Linked DNA regions of Mus musculus: region 1 is linked to region 2. The links are chromatin contacts, called in public Micro-C maps. All regions are on one chromosome and are shown on one strand. Each heading gives the region's core, a stretch centred on a gene start, on an enhancer-like site or on the middle of the called end of the contact. The rest is flanking DNA. Distances are from core to core; before and after follow the strand shown. Region 1 holds the start of Uck2 (uridine-cytidine kinase 2). Region 2 holds the start of Gpa33 (glycoprotein A33 (transmembrane)).

What was found. A called contact is a pair of places that touch in the nucleus more often than the background predicts.
Region 1: a contact with region 2 is called in a Micro-C map of embryonic stem cells, with 2.8 times the contacts expected there. The contact joins the promoter of Uck2 here to the promoter of Gpa33 in region 2. A contact is called at or near these places in 5 of 484 Hi-C or Micro-C datasets (all in embryonic stem cells), 11 of 115 datasets of contacts at active chromatin or transcription factors (cardiomyocytes, embryonic stem cells, pancreatic cancer cells and 1 more) and 1 of 9 other capture datasets (embryonic stem cells).

What each region holds. Positions count from the first base shown.
Region 1 is chr1:167,283,648-167,287,731 of GRCm38.p6, forward strand. Uck2 (uridine-cytidine kinase 2) reads right to left here and starts at 1,480. Exons shown (of 7, transcript NM_030724.3): 1 at 1,129-1,480. The coding sequence starts at 1,227.
Region 2 is chr1:166,128,481-166,132,566 of GRCm38.p6, forward strand. Gpa33 (glycoprotein A33 (transmembrane)) reads left to right here and starts at 1,741. Exons shown (of 7, transcript NM_021610.2): 1 at 1,741-2,124. The coding sequence starts at 2,082.

The DNA of each region.
Region 1 (4,084 bases), core at 230-2,729, 1.2 Mb after region 2:
CGGCACACAACGCCGAATCTGGGCTGCTGAGCTAAAGTACTCCAGACCTGGAGGGAAAATACGTAAAAATCAAAATGGAGGAGGGGCCAAGGAGAAATGGGCTGGAAGCTAAAACCTCGTGGCGCGTGGCGCGCGTCTCATGGCGCCATCCAGCCTTCCTGCTCCACGCTGCCCAGCCTTGGGGACTCACCATCCGGCCTCACCAGCGGCCGCACGCGGCGCCCAGCTCCCTCGGGCGCCCCTCATGGAGCCCGAGCGCCCACTGAACTTGGCGGCTGTTAAACGGCAGGCGAACAAGCAGCCACATCCTAAAAGGGAGCGAGGGGGAGTAAAGAAAGAACCATCTGGGAGGGCTCCACCCTTCTCCACCTGCAGTAAAGACCCGAGGTTAAGTCAAGTCGCCCCTCGCTGCCGTGCAGGAGAAAATACAAAGGAAAGAGGTTCCTCGCAAAGTCAGACTCGGTAACCCCTTCCCTGCGATCCAAGGAGCGAGCGACCCGGACACCGAAGAGCATGGAGCCTGTACAACTTTCTCACTGAGACTGATGCGGTTTTCTCTTCTAAGCATAAAAGACAGCAGCCCCTGCTGTCATCCCATCCGTGACTGTGCCCATCGAGCTTCGGCTCTCCCGGAAAGCCCTGCAACCCCCAGGTGGGCTCCCGGCAGCGGGCGCGCCACCTCGCGCATCCCGGCCAGCCTCGCAGCCCACAGGCTTGGGCCGGGGCCAGGGCCAAGCCGGGCGGAGGAGCGTACCGGGGCTCCGAGGGAAGCCCCGAAAGCCGGGTCCTTACACCCGACTTGCAAAACAATAAGCATCCGCTTTCCGCCCCTCCCCCACAAGACCCTGACCACGAGTCACAGCCGCCGCCGGGAACCAGCGAGGGAGCGCACCATCCCTGCGGGGGACTTGTAGGAGGAACCCGCATCCTGGACCCTCGGTCGCCCGGGTCCCCCCGCTGGTCCCCAACGCCGCGCACCGAGCCTGCGCGGGGTCTGGCGGCGCCGGAGCGCGGCGGCCCGGAACGAGGATCCCGCGGGCCACGCGGTGGCAGGCTGCAACTGACACGGCCCGCGGGCGCCGGCCACATGCGCCGCCCGCCGTGCGAGCAGGGCGCGCGGACTCTTACCTTCCCGCTGGCCGTGCCCCCGCTCACGCCGATCAGGAAGGGCTCGCCGCCGTTGGGCTGCTGGTGGTTCTGCAGGGTCTGCTCGCTGTCCCCGGCCATGACTCGCGCCGCCCCTCCTCTCGCAGCCTGTGCGAACCGACGCACGCTCCCCGCCCGCGACCGGGCTCGCTCGGCTCCTCGCAGGAGCAGCTGGTCGCTGCTGAGGTCGAGGCTGGGCCGGCCGCGGCTGGAGCCCGGGCGCGGGGGAGGCCGAGGTGGCTTTCCCGGAGGTGCCGAGAGCTCTCCTGTGCCCGTGGCGGCCCGTGGGGTTTACATCCCAGGCAGAGGTCAGCGTGATGAGGCTGCTCCAATCCGGGCGGGCTGCGCGCTGCTATTCGCCAGGAGTCTGGCCCCAGCCTCCGCCCCGCCCGGGCCCCGCCGCCGCCCGAGGTCTCTGGGAAAGGTGTGAGCGCCACTCCCCTCCCCACCCGCCGGATTAACCCTTTCTGGGACGGAGCGGGGGGTGGGGTGGAGGGGTGAAGAAACCGGCTAGGTCAGCGTCTTAATGCGCCACTCTGCGTCCTATTTCAAAAGAGATCAAAAGCTAGAAGAGACTGCCAGAGCAGAGCAGAGACTGGAGGTTTGAGACGCAAAACTGGAAAAGGCTGGGAATATGAAGATGGAGAATTAATGCCTAGACCCTTCATCCTCACTGAAACTTGTGTTTTCAGAGACTCCCTTCCCACCCTCCGTGTGCCAAAATAGTGTGTCACCCGCTCGGCTTAAGAGAGTTCCTGTCTTGGAAACCCCCAAGTGCCATTTTCCTTAGCAGGTCTGTCCTCATGTGACTCCCTAAAAGAAGGGTGACTCGGGGACGGTTACTCCTCCCTGAAAAACCAGTGCCCTTCCACACCATCCTAGCTCCGCAGTACTGACATTCCCGTGGAGCTAGGGTTAATGAAAATAGAAACATAACAATGCCATTTCCATTCATTGATGACTTTAACTGACCTAGTTTATTAGAGGCAGGCAATTTGTCACTTAGTTAGGAAAACAGTACCAAATGGAGACTAAAAAGGAGTCTTCACCGCGGGAGCCAGATGTCTTCATTCACATCAAGTTCCATAAGCAAGGCCAATGTGCCTCAGTGCTCTATTAAATGAAAATAAAAATGATACACGCTAGGATTTTTGATGGGCTAAAATGAATTATCATAGGTAAAGTTTTTAGAACAATGCCTGAATATCACTGTAGAGTATTGGGGCTTGAAAAGACTCCTAAAGGAACCAGAAAGGGCAGTTTTGCTGGGCACACCTGAAAGGTAGTACTAGAATCTCCGCTTCTCTGAACTCTGAACCTCTTTTTTTTTGGGGGGGGGTTCGAGACAGAGTTTCTTTATATAGCCCTGGCTGTCCTAGAACCAGAAACCTGTAGACCAGGCTAGCCTTGAACTCAGAAATCCACCTGCCTCTGCACACCTTTAATCCCAGCACTTGGGAGGCAGAGGCAGGCAGATTTCTGAGTTCGAGGCCAGCCTGGTCTACAAAGTGAGTTCCAGGACAGCCAGGGCTATACAGAGAAACCCTGTCTCGAAAAATCAAAAACAATAACAACAACAACAACAACAATAACAACAACAACAACAAAAACACTGGCTGCTTGTCCAGAGGTATGTGGGTCCAATTCCCGTCACTCACTTGGCAGCTTCAGGGGATCTGATGCCCACTTCTTGGCCCTGCTTCCACCAGGAACACTGGTGCACAGATATACATGCAGGCAAAACGCCTATATACATAAAACAGGGTTTTGTTTGGGTTTTTTTGTTTGTTTTGTTTTTGTTTCTTTTCCAAGACAGGGTTTCTCTGTATCCTGAAACTCTATAAACCAGGCTGGTCTCAAACTCACAGAGATCCTCCTGCCTCTGCCTCCTGAGAGAGTCCTGGGAGTAAAGGTATGTGCAGCCACCACTGTGCTACAATTTTTAAGTTTAAAAAGAAATAAAAAATTTTAAGTCTAACACACTTTCTTGTTTTTGAAAACATCGTTAAAGAGTAACGAATCAGTCCAACGTGATATAGTGCATCTTCTCTCTTACTGACTTCAAAAAACAAAAAGGAAATAAGAAACTTCCAATTCTTTAGTGGAAAAACACCAAGGATTTAGCTGGGTATTGTTGGCAGATGCCTTTAACCCCAACACTTAGGAAGCCGAGGCAGGCAAATCTCTGAGTTCCAGGACAGTCAAGGCTGCACAGAGAAATCTTGGGACTTGGGGGGAGAAGACAGCACTCTTTGTTTTGTTCTTTTGAGATAGGATCTTATGTAACCCAGGCTGACCCTGTTACTCCCTAAATAGCTGAAATGGACCTTCCAGATCCCACAGTCTCCACCACCTTGTCTTGCTTACACATGTTCTCTTCTGAGATATTTTATGTCACATCAACACCAAACTTCATCCTCAGGAAACCAAGATCCGAGTGGTTGCCTGGTGTCCATCAGCGACATCTGGGAGAGGCTGGCTAGCCCTCACTCCATTCCCCAGCAGAGACAGTGTGGGTGGGTTGACTTCTCCCAAAAGTCTATTCTCTGCAAAAGAAATATAACAGTCTTCAAGGATTTGCAGAACTCTATTTATAGCGCAGTGTGAGGCTTGTTGGAATCTGGAGTTCGATGAGTCCGCAGATTAGTAGGTAGCTAGCTAAGAGGAAGAGGAAAGAAAGCAAGGGCCACACCATGAACTTTTCCAAAATCTCCACACCTAGATGTTTCCATATTTTAACACACACACATTAAATGTATTTGAAATATCTTACAATAAACAATATATGCAGGCTGGGTATAGTGACAAACACCTTTAATCTCAGCCCTTGGTAGGCAGAGGCAAACTGATCTGTGAGTTAGCCAGCCTGGTTTTCGCTGTGATATCTAGAGCCAGACAAAGCTACACAAAAACTCCTCTGTCTCAAAAGCAAACAAAC
Region 2 (4,086 bases), core at 491-2,990:
CCCACAGTTAACCCTCTCATGCTCGACGTCCTGAGAGTCCGTGCATCCTTCCTTCTACCTGCCTCCATGCTTCTGGTGGCTTCCAGTTCACCCTCTCCACAGTGACCCCTCCCCTATCCATCCATCTTTCCATCTGCCTCCACGTTTGTAAATATTTCTTAGTTACCTCCTATGCACTGGGCACTGTACCTGACTAAGTTAGTTAGACTCATAGCCCTTGTCTTCCTAGCTAGATGGAAACGTGCCCAGAGTAGTAGCCTCAGAGATTGGCTGAATGAATGAATGAGCTCACAGTTTATTAGGAGGCATTAGACAGAGACTAAATATAGCTGAAGTGTAAGAGTGGAGTTCCTGCCCTAGAAGAGACTCAGAGCGCTGCACTGAATCTCAAGAAGGAGCAAGTTCTGAGCTGCGAAGCCAGGGAAGGCTTCGTGGGAGACATGATGTAGGAGCAGGCCTTTAAAGGATAAGCTGGATAAAATATAATGGGTATAATAGTGGGGAGGGGCTGCCGAGAGAGCACAGTGCACAGTCCTGCAGCAGGAAAGAACGAGCCGCAGCCGGCTAGATGTCTAAGTAGAGACAGAACAGAGGTTACACACCCTGGAAGATAACTCTTAAAAGGGAAGGGACGTTGAAGAGTGAATCCTAGCACACCTTACAGGACAATTTAAGGAGCAGATGGACGTCCGTTCATTTCTTAAGGGCTGCAGAGTCAGCAAGAGAGCCAGAGTAGAGACCCAGCATCAGGGGGTCTGTCCTGAGTAAGATAACCTGACGACAGTGTCCAGAAACTGGAAAATCATCATATACAGTAGGAGAAGGCTAAACTGTGACTAAGCAAAGTGTAACAGGTGAAAAGCAATAAGTTTGTAAGCCAACTAAACCTGGTAGTTAGAAAAGATCACTGTACACAGGGAATTTGTAATACAAGGCAACACCTGGGAAAGCATTTATAGTAATCACTTTATCAAAAGTGAGTTTCCCAAGAACACAAAGACACTCTAGAAACCAGGAAGCCCAAGACCAATAACTATGTAGAAATATGAACAAACTTGGAAAAGGTAACACGTGGTGTGATATTATTCATTACCTATTAAGCAGAACATAGTAGTGCTGTATGTATGAATGCAAAAAAACTCTAAGGTATTTTATTAAATAAAAATATTTAAATGACATAATATCATTTGTACATATTCTATAATGTAGAGTATCTATGGCAGAGCCTGATCAGATAGCTCTCCCGGAGAGCTATTTCCTATAGATATTCTTGGCTGTACTGAAACTGACTCTGCAGACCAGGCTGACCTCAAACTCACAGAGATCTGCCTGCCTCTGCCTCCTGAGTGCTGGGATGAAAGGTGTTTCGGTTCACCTCTTACATTTATTCGAAGGTAACAAACATCTCAGTTGTTTTGGGACTGTGAGGTTTCAGGGCTCCCAGGTTACAAGACTATGGTGTTAGAAACTGAGAGGAAGAACTAAGATACATTGTCATCTTGGTTTCTTGTGTATCTGCTACTTTCCCAAGCCGGGTACCAATTCTGAACACAGGAACTTCCTGTGTCCTCCGAGACCACATTTCTGTCCCAGTGTGGGAGTCAGAGAAGAGAGGAAGGGCAAAGAAAAAGACAATGCCGGGTCTTAATGTGCCTCAGCAAGTGTGGGCAACACCCTGCTTTTACTAGCTTTCACTTCTGAGCTCGCTCCCTTTTTATTACACAGCAACAACATCCCATCAGTTATGAGAGGTCCACACCTTCTGAGAAGCACAGGACTTTGCACTCCTGCTGAAGAGGGAGAAGGCAGGAAGATGGCTGGCTCCAGGAAGGAAGAAGACTCTTGTTGGGGCCTTTCATAGAGTAGGTGGAGCAGGGGCCTCACCCCATAGGTGAGCTCACCTGCCAGTCCGTTGACTGGGTGGGGCATGTGGGCCCAGTCTGGCCCAGGTGAGCTGGAGGAGAGTCACAGGGACTACAGGCTGAACCAGGCCAGAGGCCATAGCTTTAACCAGACAGCCCAGACCTGTCCAGTGCCCTGCCAGTTCCAGACTGGGCTTGTGTCGGGAAAGGAGCCAGACCATGTTGGGGAAGGCAGGATCTGTGGTGTGGATGTTCTGTGCAAGTGAGTACGCCCCTCTGCTGCCAGCTCTGGGGAATGGGTGGGGTGTGTGACCGACTGCTGAAGCAGAGGCAGTCCTAGTGTCCCTCACTTCCCCTGGTCCCAGCAGTGCTCTGTCCCACTGAGCAGAGCTATACATTCTACTGTTTGGTGGGGGCAGTTTGTAGGCCTGGTCCTAAATCAACACAGTCCTTGTCTCCGTTAGCTCCCAAACAACCCCCAGTCCATTGTTGAAATGAGAAACTCAAAGGGTTAGACACAGTATTTGAAATTAAGGATTGCTCTCAAAAACGCCAGGGTGTGGATCTAGATAGATTTACTGCCTAGGGCAGTGGTTCTCAACCTTTCTAATGTGCTGAGCCTTTAATATAGTTCTGCATGTTGTGGTGACCCCCTAACCTTAAAATTGTCATTGTTGTTTCATAACTGCAAATTTGCTACTGTTATGACTCGTAATGTAAATATCTGTGTTTTCTGACGATCTTAAAGGACCCTGTGGGGGGGGGGGGGTAAACCATTCCATCTCCCAAGGGGTGGCGACCCACAGGTTGAGAACCATTGATCTAGGTTTTGGTTTTGGTTTTCCAGTCTTTTTAAAATTAGAAAAAGACACGACCATAAACATGTTAGCACCTATGTCACCCACAGGAAACTTAAAGAGGAAAAAATTTCCTCGATATCCTGCATAGAGCCACAAGCTGGAAAGCAGGCTTCCACAGGCCGGTGCTCCCTGTGTTCCCTGCCTGGCAGAGAACCCCTCCTCCCACCTCTCAAAGCAGCATCAGATGGGTTTGCGGCGGAATAGAAACTAAGTGTTAAATAGCAAAGCAGTTGTGTGGAGAAGGGCAGGGTGCCTGAGGGTGTCTGCATACCGGGGGTCAGGAACGCTGAGAGGAGTTTAGTTCAGAGACCCTAGTTCAGTGTCTTTGTCCAGCAGCTTGCTTCCAGGATCTGGGAACCACCGGGAGGAAGTGAGAGCTGAACAGGAAATTCAGGAGCCCCGAGGAGGCTTTGGTTAGCACACTGTTCAATACACCCTGGCAAGCCCAGAACCAACTGAGCCACCACCCGGCACATCCTCCAGGGCTCTGGGCTTCCTCTCCAGCCTGCCTCTGAACCCTTGCTTTGGAGTGAAGGACAACCTGCTAGGCAGGACAACTGCTTGATCAGTTCAAGGCTTTGAGGGACAGTTACTCTGCCTAGCGGGTTCAAGTTCTATGGGCAGGTCCATTTTTCCTGAGACAAATGCCCCTGTCCCCTTGGCTTGCCCATTCCTTCATCTGCTCGGTCCCTCATTGGGCACAAGGATTGTGTGGGTGCCTGAGGGATGGGAAGTCTGGATTTGCCAGCCTCAGCCTTCATATCTGAAAGGAGGATGCTTGCCTCAGGAGAGGGAGGCTGGAAGGACACGGCCACCCTCTCCTACTCTGCTCCAGGATTTTCTGACCCTTTCCTGAGCCAGGACTTTTCTCCATGCACATGCATGCATACATGCACACACCTGACTTGCACTCGCACATGTGCACACACACACATGCACGCACCAGTATAAAACTCTGTGTTCTTTACCCTGTTACTAACACATGTATGCATAAAAGAAGTAATACTGGCTCAGGGAAATACCAAAAACTGAGAACACAGTCACTTGCCCAGCTTAGAATGAGAAATGTCCTCAATTCTCAACTGCCTGGAGCAGGCTGGTGGCCTTCTCCTGGAGTGTGAGGCATGTGACCTCTGGGTGAACCCAGCCAGCAGGAATAGCTGAGGGGTGGGAGATGGGGGGATGAGGGTGGTGGAGTGGGAGCATGGGGTGTGTGTGTGTGTATCCTGACACACTGTTAAAGTGTGTTCTCTGCCCTCACCCTCTCCCCTGCCAGCTCTGCTCAGAACCACATGCCCACCCCACCTTTCTTTCCTCCATGACTATCTGCTCTAAGAAGAAGTCTTGGAGCCCTGGGGCAAAGG